Regions from separate parts of the Mus musculus genome. Here regions 2, 3, 4 and 5 are each linked to region 1. The links are chromatin contacts, called in public HiChIP or PLAC-seq and promoter capture Hi-C maps. All regions are on one chromosome and are shown on one strand. The core of a region is the stretch at or near the end of the contact, and the rest is flanking DNA. Distances in the headings are between cores, read along the strand shown. Region 1 holds the start of Rnf31 (ring finger protein 31). Region 2 holds the start of Thtpa (thiamine triphosphatase). Region 3 holds the start of Jph4 (junctophilin 4). Region 4 has its middle 6.0 kb from the start of Gm46455. Region 5 holds the start of Nynrin (NYN domain and retroviral integrase containing).

What was found. Promoter capture Hi-C pulls out the DNA fragments that hold promoters and counts their contacts. HiChIP or PLAC-seq counts read pairs in DNA pulled down with a chosen protein or histone mark.
Region 2: a contact with region 1 is called in a promoter capture Hi-C map of embryonic stem cells, with 4 times the contacts expected there. The contact joins the promoter of Thtpa here to the promoter of Rnf31 in region 1. A contact is called at or near these places in 14 of 39 promoter capture datasets (the 3T3-L1 cell line, the C10 cell line, the HPC-7 cell line and 7 more), 18 of 115 datasets of contacts at active chromatin or transcription factors (bone marrow-derived dendritic cells, bone marrow-derived macrophages, cardiomyocytes and 9 more) and 4 of 9 other capture datasets (embryonic stem cells, liver, macrophages and 1 more).
Region 3: a contact with region 1 is called in an H3K4me3 HiChIP or PLAC-seq map of forebrain, with 5 times the contacts expected there. The contact joins the promoter of Jph4 here to the promoter of Rnf31 in region 1. A contact is called at or near these places in 18 of 39 promoter capture datasets (the 3T3-L1 cell line, the C10 cell line, the HPC-7 cell line and 9 more), 1 of 15 datasets of contacts at CTCF or cohesin (embryonic stem cells), 3 of 484 Hi-C or Micro-C datasets (cortical neurons, embryonic stem cells and forebrain), 15 of 115 datasets of contacts at active chromatin or transcription factors (VIP interneurons, bone marrow-derived dendritic cells, bone marrow-derived macrophages and 8 more) and 2 of 9 other capture datasets (adipose tissue and embryonic stem cells).
Region 4: a promoter capture Hi-C map of liver shows a contact between it and region 1, with 2.1 times the contacts expected there. The contact joins the enhancer-like site here to the promoter of Rnf31 in region 1. A contact is called at or near these places in 7 of 39 promoter capture datasets (3T3-L1-derived adipocytes, cranial neural crest, embryonic stem cells and 4 more), 5 of 484 Hi-C or Micro-C datasets (cardiomyocytes, cerebellum, cortical neurons and 1 more), 9 of 115 datasets of contacts at active chromatin or transcription factors (bone marrow-derived macrophages, embryonic basal ganglia, embryonic forebrain and 6 more) and 2 of 9 other capture datasets (adipose tissue and embryonic stem cells).
Region 5: a contact with region 1 is called in an H3K27ac HiChIP or PLAC-seq map of embryonic stem cells, with 7 read pairs. The contact joins the promoter of Nynrin here to the promoter of Rnf31 in region 1. A contact is called at or near these places in 5 of 39 promoter capture datasets (the 3T3-L1 cell line, the HPC-7 cell line, cranial neural crest and 2 more), 1 of 484 Hi-C or Micro-C datasets (embryonic stem cells), 3 of 115 datasets of contacts at active chromatin or transcription factors (embryonic stem cells and epiblast stem cells) and 3 of 9 other capture datasets (adipose tissue, liver and pancreatic islet).

What each region holds. Positions count from the first base shown.
Region 1 is chr14:55,590,168-55,593,229 of GRCm38.p6, forward strand. Rnf31 (ring finger protein 31) reads left to right here and starts at 1,575. Exons shown (of 21, transcript NM_194346.3): 1 at 1,575-1,905; 2 at 2,002-2,148; 3 at 2,294-2,449; 4 at 2,666-2,725; 5 at 2,839-2,908. The coding sequence starts at 1,717. It overlaps Psme2 (proteasome (prosome, macropain) activator subunit 2 (PA28 beta)), which reads right to left and starts at 854. Exons shown (of 11, transcript NM_011190.3): 1 at 675-854; 2 at 328-360. The coding sequence starts at 722.
Region 2 is chr14:55,093,393-55,096,454 of GRCm38.p6, forward strand. Thtpa (thiamine triphosphatase) reads left to right here and starts at 1,392. Exons shown (of 2, transcript NM_153083.5): 1 at 1,392-2,614. The coding sequence starts at 2,068.
Region 3 is chr14:55,115,368-55,118,429 of GRCm38.p6, forward strand. It overlaps Jph4 (junctophilin 4), which reads right to left and starts at 1,568. Exons shown (of 6, transcript NM_177049.5): 1 at 624-1,568; 2 at 1-78.
Region 4 is chr14:55,147,162-55,150,223 of GRCm38.p6, forward strand. No RefSeq gene overlaps it. Among named protein-coding and RNA genes, the nearest start is that of Gm46455, 6.0 kb to the right of the region's middle. Within about 2 kb of position 1,525, at least 80 of the 459 cell types and tissues checked have an H3K27ac peak or open chromatin away from gene starts, as enhancers often do. A contact at or near this core is called in adipose tissue, bone marrow-derived macrophages, cortical neurons and 2 more, where this site is marked.
Region 5 is chr14:55,852,647-55,855,708 of GRCm38.p6, forward strand. It overlaps Nynrin (NYN domain and retroviral integrase containing), which reads left to right and starts at 1,469. Exons shown (of 8, transcript NM_001040072.1): 1 at 1,469-1,780. The coding sequence starts at 1,583.

The DNA.
Region 1 (3,062 bases), core at 325-2,824:
CACTGAGCTCAAGACTCTCGTATGAGGAAACCCTAGCCCTGGAAATAAAGGGACTTGCCCAATCTCATGAAGGGCAGAAGTAGGGCTATGGGGTTTTCCCTTTGGGCGACATCTTTACCTTTCCATTCAAGGGGAGTGGCAAAAGCAGTTAAGAGTTCTAAGATTGATCAGATTACAAGTAGAAACAAATCATTGCAGTTCACCTTGAGTAAGCATGAAGGTTCGGAGACACCAAAATTAAGGTGAACTGGTGGGTTACTCAGAGCTTGTGGCCCTAGAGTTCTGCACTAAGACTCTGGGTTACATCGACTGAATTCAGAGACTTACCTCCTGGAAAAGATTTTGTCTGAAGACATCCACCTGCACAGACAGAAGTAGCCGGATGCTGGTTAGGGTTTAGTTTGTATAGAATAAGGGCCCACTCCCAACCTAGGTGCCTTCCAACTCTAGCCCAAACCTGTCCCACAAAGCTAGTTTCCCCCTGGAGGAGCCTGCTCAGTGCACAGATTGGCTCGAGGACACGGCACTGGCAATCCCTGAGCAGAAGTGAAAGAAAGCCCTAAAGAAAGAGAGGCCGGTGGAGTTCGCTCGCAAGGCCCCATTGGTGCCCAGGAGCACCGAGCTTTATCTCCGTTAGGACTTCTCACTCCTTCCTGGCTTCGGTTCCCATTTACCTGTTTTCGGGCTTCTCCACTCAAGCGGACCCCACAAGGCTTGGCCATGCTTCCCCCCACTTGGCAGCTCTCGAGCCTGGGCTAGCAGCCCCAGCTTTCGCTTTCACTCTCCAGGCCCAGACCCACCCCCCTCAGCCACGCCCCCTCCCTTTTTTCTCCTCCTCCTGGCCGGCCACCAACCGTGAGTAGTACCCCCTCAGCCATTCCCAGCTAGTTGCCACTAGGAAGGGCGGTGTTGGCTTCATCATCAGGGGCTGTCCAAGGGAGGAGCTAGGAAAGCGTGGGACGGCGGAGACTCAAATAGAGGCGGCCTCTCGAGAAGGGCGGAGCTTATAGTATGGACCGTCCAGGGGAAGTACTGGACTGAGAGAGGGTGGGACAATAGGAAAGGGGGTACCCAGAGGTGGGGTTCCATGACGCTAGACTGAGGAGGGGACCAAGTAGGATCCGAGAGAGTAGGAAGGATAAGAAGGAGGAAAGCCTGGCAAGATGGAAGGGAGCAGGACGAGCGGGACTGCCTTCCCTTCAGGACAGACTAGAGAAGGGAGGAGCCCGCCTGAGCCGGGCTAAGGGCAGCCAGAGCCGGTCCCCGATAAGGTGGGACTTCCCCGCCGGGGAATGGAACAGAACCAACACTATGGAAATAAAGATAGCAAAGCTCTGGGCAAAATTAACCCCTCGCATGGGAGGTGGGTCCCTCCGGAAGGGGCGGGATAGTTTAAGGGAAGGCGAAGAAGAGAGCCTGATTCGGAAGGAAAAGGTTCCGTAGCATTATGGGAGGAGCCCGGGCCGCGGCTTCTTCATTGGCGGCGACCTGGCCACCCTTCCTGATCTCAGCTTTACCGTCACTCCGAACCCTCCTTTTCCTCTAAAGTGGCCCACAGTCCCGCCCTCTCTGCCAGGACTTCCTGTTCCCGGTAACCCTGGCCGTGGATGGGGCTGAGCGGGGCGGTGGCTTAAGTGACCCGGGCTGCTGTGGCGCCGCGCGCACCTGCGCCAGCCCCTGGAGGGCAGAGAAGCTGAGCCTGTCTCCAGTCTCAGGATGCCGGGAGACGAGGAGCGAGGCTTCCTGGCGGCCCGCGAGGAGCTGGCGAGCGCCCTGAGGTGGGATTCTGCGCAGGTTTTTCCCCTGGAGCAGCTCATGCCGCTTCTGGCCACCTCTCTGCCACCAGCCGCCCGCTACCTGCAGCTGGACGCCGGACGCTTGGTCCGCTGCAACGCTCATGGGGAGGTGAGGTCAAGCCCGCCCGGCGCTCCATGGAAGGGGACCTAGGCTCAGAGGCCAGGTGGGCTAGGCTCACGACTCTGCTTTTCTGAATGCTCCCAGCCTCGAAACTACCTCAACACCCTATCCACGGCCCTGAACATCCTGGAAAAATATGGTCGCAACCTCCTCAGCCCGCAGCGGCCCCGGTATTGGCGCTCAGTGAAGTTTAATAACCCCGTCTTTCGCAGCACGGTGGATGCTGTGCAGGTGAAACTCTTGGACCTTATCGGAGAAGGGGACTAGACCTGTGCTTAGGGTTGACCAGAAAGGCTTGAGGGTGTGCTGAGTGGGGGACCAGCTCTATTGCCTAGGAGGTCTGTTAGATGGTGACCGGGTCCTGAATGTGTGCCAGGGTGGCCGGGATGTACTACGGTTGTATGGCTATACTGAGGAGCGCCCAGATGGATTGAGTTTCCCCGAAGGGCAGGAGGAACCAGATGAATACCAGGTTGCTGTTGTCACACTAGAAGTACTGCTGCTTCGCACCGAGCTCAGTTTGCTGTTGCAGGTGAGATGACCTTCTGATTCTAAGGATTTTAAGTACTTGACTGGGAGCCCCAAGGCACGTTGAGACACCCCCACCCCCGTGCAGGGAAATTCTGTTGCTGCAGCAGCCAGCCTGGAAGCTTCTGTTACACTTTCTCCCTCTGGAATGTTAGGAGATCAGGGCTTACAGGGAGAACGTTGTTCAAGGTGGGAATTCTTTTCATCATCTTGTTTGCAGAATACTCATCCCAGACAGAATGCACTGGACCAGCTGCTAAGAGAGAGCGTTGAAGATGGTGTAAGGAAGGCAGGAAGGGTGTTGTTCATGGAACACGGGGGGGGGGGGGGGGGGCTGAGTTTATGGGATTCTGTGCCCCCAGCACTTTGCCCACGCTCCGCTTGCTTTCTCAGATGCTGCAGCTTTCAGAGTTTCACCCCCTTCTGAGGGAGATTGTTCCTGGCCCCCGCCCCTCTGCCCAAGGTATTGTATGCTTCTTTACGGGAGAAAAATATTAGACTGAGTTGGTGCAAATGTAGGATTTTCTTTCCTCTTGTATTTGTTGTTTTTTTAAGATTTATTTATTTATGTATATGAGCATTGTATTTGCACATATGCCAGTGTGACAGAAGAGAGC
Region 2 (3,062 bases), core at 142-2,641, 500 kb before region 1:
TTTTGAGTTTCTACCATGTAACAGTAAATAAAGTTTGTAACTGGTTCTTCAATCCTCATATAACTGAAGCGGGAGAGGGTGGTTGTACCATGGCCAGGAGCAAGTGGGTCTACAAAAGAGGACGGACGGGTGAGGTTTGGGCTAATGAGAAGAGATGGGGTCTCGGACTTGTTCCCTCCCCACTCAGATCCTTGGCTTTACTTTTCAGTCTTGTTGAAGCACTGGTATTTTCTGTGTTCTATAAGATCCAACCCATAGACCAGAAGCAGGAGTTTGTTTAATGCCTTCCTAAGCTCAAAATGCCATGTCTGTAAGTGCCAAGTTCCCATGATGCTCCCTGCCTGTCTCACTCTTGGCCCAGGAGGGGCTGTAAGTCAGTCTGTAGCTCAGGCTCTCCGCAAGCTGTCACCTCTTGCCTCAGCTTCCCCGATGGTGGGAAACCAGCAGCAGCACAGCACTCTGCCTGTCTACTGCTCGTACTCCCAACAATGCCACCTCCGCGACTGTTGAACTGAGTCTGCCACTCACTCATGGCTTTTCAACCCGCCACTCAATTGCACTTCAAGCCATCGTCAGCTTAGATACTGGCTAGGTGCTGTAGCTAGTTTCTGGGCTTTTACCCAGGCGGTTATTCCCACCTAGGTCTCCAGAAATCCCACCATATTCATTCATTCATTCATTCATTCATTCATTCATTCTCTCTCATACACTCTCATGTACCAGTATTTTGTCTGTAGTACAGTACAGGAGGATGCCAGAAGAGGGCGTAAGAACCCCGCTGTAACTGGAGTTAAAGAGGTTGCCACCTGCGCTTTAAGTGCTGGGAAGGTAATCCCAGCTCTGTAAGCACAGCAAGTGTACTTAAGTGCTGAGCATCCATCACTCCAGCTGTCCCATTACATCTCTAATTCACATTCAAAACATCACTTCCTCCATTGACAGAAAGTTTCCCATTTATCCTCTCGAAAATCCCAGGATAGAGGTAAGGGCATGGCAGCTCACACAGGTAACCCAGCACTCACTCGAAGAGGAATGAGGAGTTCCAGGTCAAATTGGGTTACATGAGATCCTTGTGTCAAAACAACAAGAAGCAACAAAAGACAAAACAACTATAAAAAATATTCCAAGTGACCACTGAATTACTCCACTAACCATTACAACTCCCCACTTAGTGGGGAGCCATAGCTTGTGTTTTATCAGTCGCATTCACTGTCTACACTGGGAGGGGTTGGGAACTACTCTTCCCGTTCGCCACCCCCAAAAGCCTTCCTGTAGAGCTTGAGGTAGAGTCCCGCTTGCTGAAACTAATTCTGATTTCCTTAGTGATCGGTGGGCAGGAAAGGTGAGGTGGTCCTTTGGAAACTACATCTCCCATCATGCACCAGGCCCAGGATGCCAGGCTCACGCTAAGGCTCGAGATCTTGGCCGATTCCTGGGCTCCAGGAAAAATGCAGGATGAACAGCGGGCAAGAGGAAGCTCTCTCTTCTCTTGCCCACCGGGTTGGGTCGCACGTAACCTAACAGACCTCTCAGGCCTAGCTTGTCATCGGCACCGCCACACCGGTCTAATATGGCCGCTAGTGCTGGGACCGGTCTCGCGCGTAAAGAGCCTGGACTAAGGTCCGGAGCCGGAGACCGCTCCCGGCATTCCTCGCGGGTGTAGCGTGGGCACCCTTCCCCCACTTCCGGGTCCCGGGAGAAGGAGACCCTGGGGTCTTGAAGAGTGTCCCGAGGTACCGCTGTTTGGTGCTAGGCGAAGAATGGCAGATCATCCTGGGCAGTGAATCACTGGCCTTGGGTAGCAAGGTGTAGCGAGAAGATAGGTCATCAGCATTACGGCCTGTTTGCTAGGGAGCCTTTTGGGTTATCAGTAGTAGGATTTAACTGGAGACTTGTCACCATTGTTGCAGCCCGCAGAGACCTCCAAGTAGAGCCCTGTGAACCTGGAGCAGAGCTCTGGGACAGTGTATATGCATCTTAAATTGATCCAGGACTAGTCCGTCTTTGCTGACTAGTCCTCACCTTGAGCACTCAGTGAATACCTGGCAAACAGGGTTGCAGGTTAATATGGCCCAGGGCTTGATTGAAGTGGAGCGAAAGTTCGCTCCAGGGCCTGACACGGAGGAAAGGCTGCAGGAGTTGGGGGCCACCCTGGAGCACCGGGTCACCTTCCGAGACACATACTATGATACCTCTGAGTTAAGCCTTATGCTGTCTGACCACTGGCTGCGACAACGAGAAGGTAGTGGATGGGAGCTCAAATGTCCTGGAGTAACAGGTGTCTCAGGACCTCACAATGAGTATGTGGAAGTCACATCGGAAGCTGCGATTGTGGCCCAGCTCTTTGAACTGCTCGGGTCTGGGGAGCAGAAGCCTGCAGGTGTGGCTGCTGTCCTGGGCTCGCTGAAGCTGCAGGAGGTGGCTAGTTTTATTACTACGCGAAGCTCCTGGAAGCTGGCCTTATCTGGAGCCCATGGACAGGAGCCTCAGCTCACAATAGACTTGGATTCAGCGGACTTCGGCTATGCTGTGGGTGAGGTAGAGGCCATGGTGCACGAGAAGGCTGAAGTCCCGGCTGCCCTAGAGAAGATCATCACCGTCAGTAGCATGCTTGGTGAGGGAGACAGGTCTTTGTGTGCGCAGCATGGTGGGGGAGGGAGGCAGGCCCTTCTATGCTCAGGAACATGGTGGGTGAGGAAGACAGGCAGGCCCTTTGGGCTGTCCTTTTTTCTCACTTAACCTCACTGCAGGTCCTTACTGAGCCATAGAGGAGTGGAGGGAAATCATTTTTGTAAGGAAAATTGGTTTTTTGTTTTGTTTTGTTTTTTCGAGTCAGGGTTTCTCTGTGTAGCCCTGGCTGTCCTGGAACTCACTCTGTAGATCAGGCTGGCCTCGAACTCAGAAACCCGCCTGCCTCTGCTTCCCAAGTGCTGGGATTAAAGGCATGTGGCACCTTTTAATTATGTGCTTTTGTTTTTTGTTTTTTGTAGAGATTTTCTTGAAAATCTAATTTGTTTACACTTTGATAAGAATCCTTTCCAATTCTTTAGTAGCTAATTTGG
Region 3 (3,062 bases), core at 318-2,817, 470 kb before region 1:
GGGCGGGGGCAGTTAGACCGGGGCTGGGCGGAGGGGCCCCAGCGCGGGCAGGCAGGGCCGGACCCTCATCCTGAGTGGCTGCGGAGAAAGAGGGGTGCAAGTGGAGAGCGAGGCAAGTGGAAAGCGAGGTCCCCTTCTTTGCCAGCCGCTCCCCTGCCGGTAGCTTTAGGGCATCAGCACCGCCCTCCAGCCCTCCTCCCATCCCCCCTAGGCAGCATCTTTTAGCAGCTCCCAAGCGGTGAGGGCAAGGGGGCTTTCCCATCCCTCCCAACTTGTAGAGGGCGCCTCCCGGGACTTGGGGTCCCAGCGCTGATCCCGAGTCCTACTTTTCCAACCCAGAACCCCAGAGTGTGGAGCGTGGATGGCAGTTGGAGGTGGGGGACCTGGGAGGGGCCAGGGCAGGGTCTTCCGACACCTGCTTTCCTGGCGATTTGGACCCCTCTGCCTGGATTCTTTGGCTCCGCTAGCAAACCCGGGTGCGGGGGAGGCAAGGGGGTAAAAATGTAGCTAGCTAGAAAGCCGGCCCCAGGTGGGCCGATGGTAGAATGGGGATGTTGGGGGTGGGGTGGGGGATGAGGGTAGGGATGGGCAGACTGGCGAAAGGGAGGGGACAGGTTACTCACCATGTGTGCTGGGGCTCAGGCTGCCTCCCAGGCGCAGTTTCCATGGCAGGGTCCCTCCACTCACACCTCACCAGGACAAGCCAAGCCCCCTTCCCTTCCGGAGAGACTGCTACAACCCAGAGAAGGAAGGTGGGGGAGCTATGGGAGAGTCCCTTTTCCTCGGCTGAAGGTGCAGGCTAGTGTGGGGGGTGAGGTAGTGGCAGGGTGGAGGGGATGAGAATAAGTGTAGGGGGAAAAAAATCTGTCTTGAACGGAGACAGCGAAGAGGAGCTGGGGGCTGGATGGGAAAGGGGAGGGGGCTATCAAGAAGGGGTGTTTTTATTTTTTTCTTCTTATGGTTGGGAGAGGAAAAAAAAAATCAAAATTCCAATTCCATCCCAGCACAAATCAATGTTTGCTCCAAACCCAGCATCAAGGGGGAGGCTGGGCCAGGCAGATTTAAAGGGGCAGAGAGAAGCGGAGAGGAGAGGGTGGGGAGAGAGTCAGTGGCAGTGGGGGTGGTGCGAGGATGCTCAGGCAGAAAAAAAGGGGGTTCGCTACCCCTGAGGTGAGGGAGAAGGCAGGCGGAGAGGAGAATGGAAGGCTCAGAGACCCCCACGGTGGAAAGAAACCGTGGCATGCAGGCAGGGAGTGGAGTGAGGTGGAGGGAGGGGAGGGGAGAGGAGCTAGGGGGAGGAGTCTTAAGATGGGGAGGCAGGGGGAGGCCAGAGCCAGGCGGGGGAGGAGAGATGCTGGGGAGACCGGGAGTGCGAGAGGAATACAAAGAATGAGGTGCAGGGGTGAGAGCTATGGCAGGGGGAGATATAGCCGGCATGGGAGATGGCGAGGGAGACCCATTCCAGGACTCTTGAGAGATAGCTAGGGAGAGAAGTCAAGGGTGGAGGGAAGGAGGGGAGCAGAATCACATAGGGAGAAGAAGAGAGCGAAATAAGGCTCGCGACGAGCGGGAGAAAGCTCTGCAGAGAAAGGGCAGGCATGAGAATAGAAATCCCGGCAGGAAGAGCCCACATGGAGACAGGAGGTCCGGAAGTGGTGTTTATGAGGACCCTGGGGAGAGGGATGAACCTGCCAGCTGCTTGGCCGGAAGCCAGGAGGCATTTGAACGTGGATACCTCTGCCCATTCAGCTCAAACTCCTCCACCAGACAGCGCCCACCCTGTCACAGTTTTAGAGGTAGCTTGAGATGGGGCCCTGTCTGGAGGCCCCACTAAGCTAATGCACACAATATTCCGCGGACACCAACAGTTTGTCTAGGATGGGCCCTCTGAAGGGAGTGTTGGTATGTTCATTAAGGGGGCTCAAATTTGAGGAGGCCACCAAGATCTTAGGGCTCTGGAGTCTTCTCTTTCACAACACAGCAAATTACACAAGTTTGCTTGAGCAGGCTTTTGCTGTGGCCCCTTAAGCCCATCATCGACCTCTTCGAGTCCACTCTCCAGATTGACAGCACAAGTAGACCACACAGGTATTCACGTACTGCATTCCCTCCCTTCTCAGCTTCCTCTGGCCTGCCCCTGCGTGTTTACAGGGAAGGAGGCACCAGTGTGCTCAATTGCCTTTCTTTCCCCATAGGACCTAGTCCCCGCTGCCCACCCCTCATCCCCACACCTGATTTAAAGAGATCCAGAGCCCCGAGGGGGAAGTCATTCACCAAGGGGCACACTGGCAAAGTTGGCAAAGCTAGAAGTAGAACACTAAACGCAGACTTTTATTTTTGTTGGTGTTGGGAACGGAATTCTGGTTCTTGGGATAAAGCGCGTGCTCTATCACTGGGCTCTAGCTGGCAGCTTGGTGTCTTTCGAGCCCTTCAGTTCTTCCAGATGTCTGTGCTTGGGAGCATCCCCTAAAGTCAGGGTTACATTGGGTACTTTGGTAAAATAAAGAGTATGAAGATCGAAATAAACAGGGATTTCTCTTGTACACACACACACAGGCACATGTGTGTGCATACTACACACTATGTATATATTAGTGGGGTGGTGGTGTGTGCATGTGTCAGAGAGAGAGAGAGAGAGAGAGAGAGAGAGAGAGAGAGAGAGAGATATCAGAGGAAGTCCTTGTCTTCTGTCTTGTTGAGATAGCTCTTGTCTCCTCTGTGTAATGTACTCCAGGCTAGTTGGCCTGATCCTCTTGTGGACTCCCATCTTTCCTTAGGAGTGCTAGGCTTAGATGTGGGCCACTGCATCTGGCTTCTCACCTAGGATCCATGGATTGAGCTCAGGCTGTAGGCTTGTGTGTCTGCTGAGCTATATCCCTAAATCACATTGTGTTTTTCTAGAAGTTTCTCCAGGGCAGAGACTACTCTTTTTTTTTTTTTTTTTTTTAAAACAGGGTCTCATTATGTTCCCCAGGCTCCTCCTTCATCCTCCCCGAGTGCTGGGATTACAGGCACAGCCACCTTAACATCATACTCAGCAGGGAACCACATATTTAAAGCAC
Region 4 (3,062 bases), core at 275-2,774, 440 kb before region 1:
CTATTGATTTGGTTAGTTCCAGAGGTCTGACCTGGGAAAGAGGAGCCAATTCAGTGGCTTTGCAGCTGCGGCCTGTGGCCTCTTTCTGGTGCTGGCAGAAATGACTCTGCAGCCTTGTGGCCAGCTCTGCCTCTCCAGCCAGCTGAGCCCAGAGCTGTCTTCCCGCCCATCTTGGCTTGCCCTGTTTGGGGCCTGGAGCCTGCCTGAGTTCTGAGTCTGTTTCTGATATGACAGTTTATCAGGGGGGAGAGTCCTTGGGAGGGAGGTGTGGGGGCTCCATCTACTTGTTGACAGGTCTGCCCTTCCCCCAGCTTCTGCCCTCCCCAACTTGGGTGAGGCCCTTCCCCACATTCCTGAATTATGGGACTGTAAATTCCACCCGTATTGGAGTTTATTCAGATAGAATCGGCAGTCCCAGGAAATCAGCTCTGTGACAGCTCGTGAGGTCAACCCAACACATTCACAGCCCAAGGTTGGAATGATGTGGTCTGGGACAAGGCCTCATGGCTATACCAGGGCAAACGACTCTTGGAGCGGAGTCTTCATGCCTTTTCACTTCATGTCCCATCGCTTTCTCTCTGGACTTGTCTGCAGCTGTCTGTTGCTGTTGGTCGGTCACGGAAACCCTCAGGATCACCCAAGTCACCTCGGCTTTTGGAGGAGCAGAGGAGCTGAGAGGGGATGACAGGAGCCCAGCAGCATCCTTAAGCTCTCCGCTGACTGTCAGCATTTTAAGCATTGTGTGCTTCTCATTTTCTCCTTGAGTTTTTTTTTTCTCCCTCCTGCCTGCCTTCCTCATTTCCGCCCCACTTTTCTCTCTTTACTTCCTTGCCTCTTCAGGACTAAACATTGAGCCCAGGACCTCACATATGCTAGGCAAGTGTTCTACTTCTAGTTTATAATCCCAGCCTCTTTTTTAATGTTTATTTTGTGACATTGTCTCCATAAGTTGCTCAGGCTGGCCTTGAGTTCACGATCCTCTCACCTCAGCCTCCTGAGTAGCTAAGGTTACGGGCCTGCACTACGAGGATCGACTTTCTCCCCTAATCTTTCTTTTCTTTTTCTTTGCCCTCTCTTTTTGCTTTGGACCTAGCATTGAAGGTCGTTGGCCTCTGATTTGGGGCTGGTTTGAAAGTATGTCCATTTGGCTTCTGCACTCTCAAATCTATGCATCTGAATTAATCAACTTGGACAGGCTTAGAGACCACTGCAAAGGGGATGGATCTGCTGTCAGCTCGGCTCCTTCAGACTGCCTTGGAATAAAGTGTGACTCTGGGGGCCAGTGAGTGAGGGCTCTCTTGCTCCCTCTCTCTCTGGGTGAAAGGCACACGGCATGTAAGGAGAACCAAGCATAGACAAGGCTCACCTCCTCTCTGCAGTCTGTTTGCTTGCACCAGGCTAGAGCTGTTTTTCTAGTCAGTGGGCTAGCTTCTCTGTAATACCATCAGGCAAGCTCAGACCAGCAGGCCAAAGGAAATTTCCTGAAACAGGGCGGCTTCTCAGACATGTTATAACGCAGGCATTCCAGCAGGGGGTGCTCTAACACACAAAGTGTGAATCCTTTTTCTCTTGGGTCTAGTGGAGGAGCCTTGATTCTCTGTTCACTTACCCTCACTGTGTGGGGTTAATCTGTGTTGTGGCTTGGGGAGAAGAATCCCCCAGAGGGGTATTAGAATATTTAGAGCCCCGTATTTAGAAAAGGTAGATCAACCAACATCTGAAACCCCCTTAGCCCCTGGAAATATAAGACTTTCAATGTATTTCGTAGAGAAGAGGAAGGGACAGTTCAGAGGGGAAAGGAGGAAAACTGAGGGGTGGGAGGAGAACAGGGTAGGTCCAGTTTTGGAAATAAAATATCAAAAGAAGCATAATTTGGAAGCCAAGGCTGAGCCTGCCAACGTGAAGAGTTTGGTTGCCTTCATGAGGACGCTAGCTACAGACCAGAATTTAATATAAAATTTCTCTCCATTGCTGGAGCAGCACCCATCTACTTATAATTTATAGATATCAACTCTGAACTCAAGGGAATTGGGTTATGCAAGGGTTGCTAAGGAACAAGAGCAGACGTAGTAGGTAAGGCAGGGGTTGCTTAGTAACCAGGAGTCCCTGGGTGATGGAGTGGCCAGAGTAGGTTTGGAGCTGACAGGAATCATTCACATTGCGGTCTCCTGCAAGCTCCTTCAGTCTCTCGGCCTGGCATTGCTGGAGTTCACCTCTCTTCTGGTTGCCAGTCCCCAGGGGCCCTGGATTAATCCTGTCCCCTACCACTCTCTCCCTGTCTCAGTGGGAAGCTAGTCCTAGATGGAGTACAAGCACATGGGACCCTCATATTGAGAGACACAGGAGCTGCTGGGCTGATGTGGAGCTGGCACAGTTGGATTTGGGTGAAAGAAGACCTTGTAGACAAGCTGCCCATAGTCTTCCAACTCGTTGTGCCTGAGACTCCAAGGCCAGACCCTCCCCCTGCCTCGGTATCTGCACATATCTGTGGGGGCATATCTCTTCCCTCACGAGAGGCCTCCTGGGGCCCTGGGTCTCTATGTGGAGTTACCTGGCTTGGCTGCACGTGATGGACCTGCTTCAGAGAGCTTCACAGCCTGCTTTTTAAGTCACAGGCCCCGTCTCTGCCCTCCAGACACACAGGTGTTCGCACTGTTCCCGACTCCTCTGGATGCTCACACTACATACTCCTTTTCACCATTTCTCTCTGAAGACGAGGGTGTCTGTCCTGGCTAGGGAAGCCATGTCTTCCGAGGGAAAGCTTGGGTTTCCTAAGTCCTACTTCTCGGCAGCTTCCTATGCCTGAATCATTCACATCCTGCGTGAGCCTCTGGACACCGCGGAAGCCGGCAAGCAGGGAGGAAGCTTCCGATTCAGTCCCAGCTCCGTTTCTTTCTATCTTGCAGCAAAGGTGTGGAAGTGTCTTCAGCAGTAGGGGTGTTTTAAATTAACGACGGGGTTTTCCTAGGAGGCACGCTTAGACCAGCTGGCATGGAACTTACTCAGTAGACCAGCCCAGCCTCAAACTCACAGAAATCTGCCCACTTCTGCCTCTCAAGCAC
Region 5 (3,062 bases), core at 219-2,718, 260 kb after region 1:
AAAGGCAGGGAAAGTGGAGAGAAGTGGGGTCACTCAGACAGCCTCTGACTTCAAAGCCTTCTGGAGGGGCAGGGTTGAAGAACTCGTTACCCAGAACCCCACAGACCCACCTTTTATTTCTCTGAATTCCATTCCAGGGATGAGACCTTGTAAAGGTGGGGCTTGACCATCCAGTCTAGTCTGGCAGTAACCTGAATCTTTTCCCCCTGGGCCCCTTCTGCACAGCGTGCACCTCCCCACTGGCCTGCATACATACACACATCGGTGGCTCTGTAACACCGATGTCCTAGGAAAGGACTCAGTTTAAAAAAAAAAATAGCTGTCCTTTGTTCCCGTGGGTCAGGTCATACTTGTGTCTGTCAGACTGTGACTCTTGGTTTGTTTGGAAAGTAAGGTTCTCTCGAGGCCCCAGCTGCAGACTGTGCCTTCCCAGTGCCAGGCTACTTCAGGCTACAAGACCACATAAAGTGTTCTTTGTACTGAGCATGTCTCCAAGGCAGCTCGGGTTTTGAGAGTGTCCCCAGCCCAGGGCTAGTCTTGGACCACTGATGCCAACCATATGGCTGTGGATAAGGATGATTGGAGACCCTACCTCCCACTGGCTCCTCACACTCTAACTCACACTTGCTAAAAAAAGGGGTTCTCCTAAACAACCCGAGCCTGAAAACTCTGGCAGCTAACCCCCTGCCCCTCCAGCCCTGGGGGGCTTCCGCAGGGCCTGGGCCTAGAGCCAGTTCCAGGCGGTCCCCAGACTAGAGTGGGGGTGGGGGTCAGAGCTGTAACCCTTTACGTCCTGCTTGGTCTCCAGCCCATAGTTTCTACAGGCCCTAGCCTCTGTGGTCTCTCCACCCCATTTTCCCTTAACCCTTTCCTGCCACAAAGAGATGGGTGTAGTAAAGGGTTTTCAAGGGAAGTCCAGACGACCAAGGATCATGTGTGTGTGTGTGTGTGATGTGTTTGTGTGTGTGCGTGTGGTGTGTATGTGGTGTGTGTGCGCGTGTGGTGTGTATGTGGTGTGTGTGTGTGTAGAACACTGCTTGGAATCTAAAACCAGGGTCTCAGAGATCAACTCTTCAATCCTTCCTTTTCCTTCCTTCGAGGAAGGAACTTTGACCCCTGAACACAAAACTTGGGTGGAAGGCAGTTGCTTCCAAGACCCTGTTTGGCCCTCTCCCTCCCGCCCAGCCTCCTCTCCTTCCCTCCCTCAGTCTCCAGCGCCCCTTTAAGCCATCCAGCAGCTCAGGCGAGTTTATCCAGGGGGCCTGGCTTCGAGGTCGAAGGGGAGGAGGGGGTGGTGGTTGAGGGGGAGGAAGGGCGGCGGGAATCCGCTCGGTCCCACCCCTAGCTACAACCCTTAGCAGGAAGGGTTTGTCTCCCGTGCTGCGGCGGAAAGGGACGGAGCTGGGAGGGCGGGCGCGGAGCGCTGGCGGGTGGGTCGCAGAACCCACAGCAGGGAGGCGGTGGCGGGGGGCGCGCCTCAAGGAGGGGAGGCGTGGCTTAGGCTGCAGGGCTAGGTGGCTGGGGGCCTCGGTGCTGGGACCCGTGACACTTCTCACGCTTTCCAGGGGCCGGAGGGACAGCCATGCTTTTGTCGGGGGGTAAACCCCCAGCGCAGGAATGGTTCATGGTGCAGACAAAATCGAAGCCCCGGGTACACCGGCAGCGGCTGCAAGTCCAGCGCATCTTCAGGGTCAAGGTGACCGCTTTCCAGAGCCGTCCTGACACCCCTTACTTTTGGCTGCAGCTGGAGGGGCCCCGGGAAAATACGGGCAAAGCCAAGGTAAACAGCTTCGTTTTGTTCTTTCCTTTCCCTCCTAGTCAGATCCTCTCCCTCTCTCCTGAACAGTCAAGAGTCCCCAGAGGTGTTGAGCTTGTCCTGCTGTTTGGCTTGCAGGGTCTGGGCCTCCCTCCCTCCAGATCTGCGGGGCCCCTGCTCTGTCCCTCTGCTTCCTTCTTTCCCTTCTGCCCCACCCCTCTCTTACATGTCACTTCTGTCCTTTAAGTGTGCTGAGAGAACCTCTGCTGAGAGTCTCTTTCTACCAGCCTTCTCTGGTCAGAAACAGGCCCAGATTTTCCATCTTGGGATCAGTTTAAGGGCCTGCATTTTTGTGGCCTCTGCAACATATGTCTTTGTTCTCACCAAGACACTGGAAGGCCTCCGTTCTTTCTGTCTGCTTAAATCCTGGGCGGTTTCTCTGAGTACTGGGACCAGAGGAGGGCCCTAGAGACACTTGTAGAGTGGCGTTGGCAGTTTATAGACGAAGCAGTAGGACTCAGAGAGAGAGAGAGAGAGAGAGAGAGAGAGAGAGGGTGAGGGTCTGCCTCAGTCATCAGAGTCAGGAAGGAGTAGGTTGGTGGAGGTTGTAGAACCTAGGACCCTGCCGGCAGAGTAGGATGCATCTGTTCTGGAAGGCAGTGCCTTGGGATGCCAGGGAATCATGGACGTTGAGATGAAAGGGCCTGCTGTATGGAGCTGGATATTGGAGAGGCCAGGTTGCAGCTTGTCCCTTTTACGCTCATCTTGGCTTCTCTGCCTGGGCTCCTCCCTCTGGTTCAGTCACACCCAAGGGCCCCCTACTCCCTCAGATTCCCTTATCTTCTCCAGTAGGAATGCTCTGGACTCCCTTCTCTCGGATACAAGCTAGTCTTTAACCCTTTGGCTGAAGCTCTACCCACATCTCAGTTGGTCAGGGCCTAGGTAGGGGAGGCCCGGAACACAGCCAGCAGAAGGAAGGGGAGGCTGGGAAATTTCTCCCTAAACACGCCCATTAAGCTGCTGCATCAGCACTTTTCCAGTTCTGACAGAGGTGCTGGGGGAGGGGAGAGGTGTCTGCCCAGAGAACAGATGTGCAGGGCCCCTTAGTTTCAGAGGCTGGTGTAGGATAAGCTAAGAAGAGGCTTTTGGGTTCTTTATGTTCTTAATTTTTTTCCGTTACTGTTAAAGTACCACAGCTCAGCCTTCATGGAGAACTAATCAGCTGACCAGGGCCTCCCTAAAGATGGAGACTGAACCCAGGGCCTGTGCATACCACAGAGGCCCTCTGCCACTGAGCCACTTACTC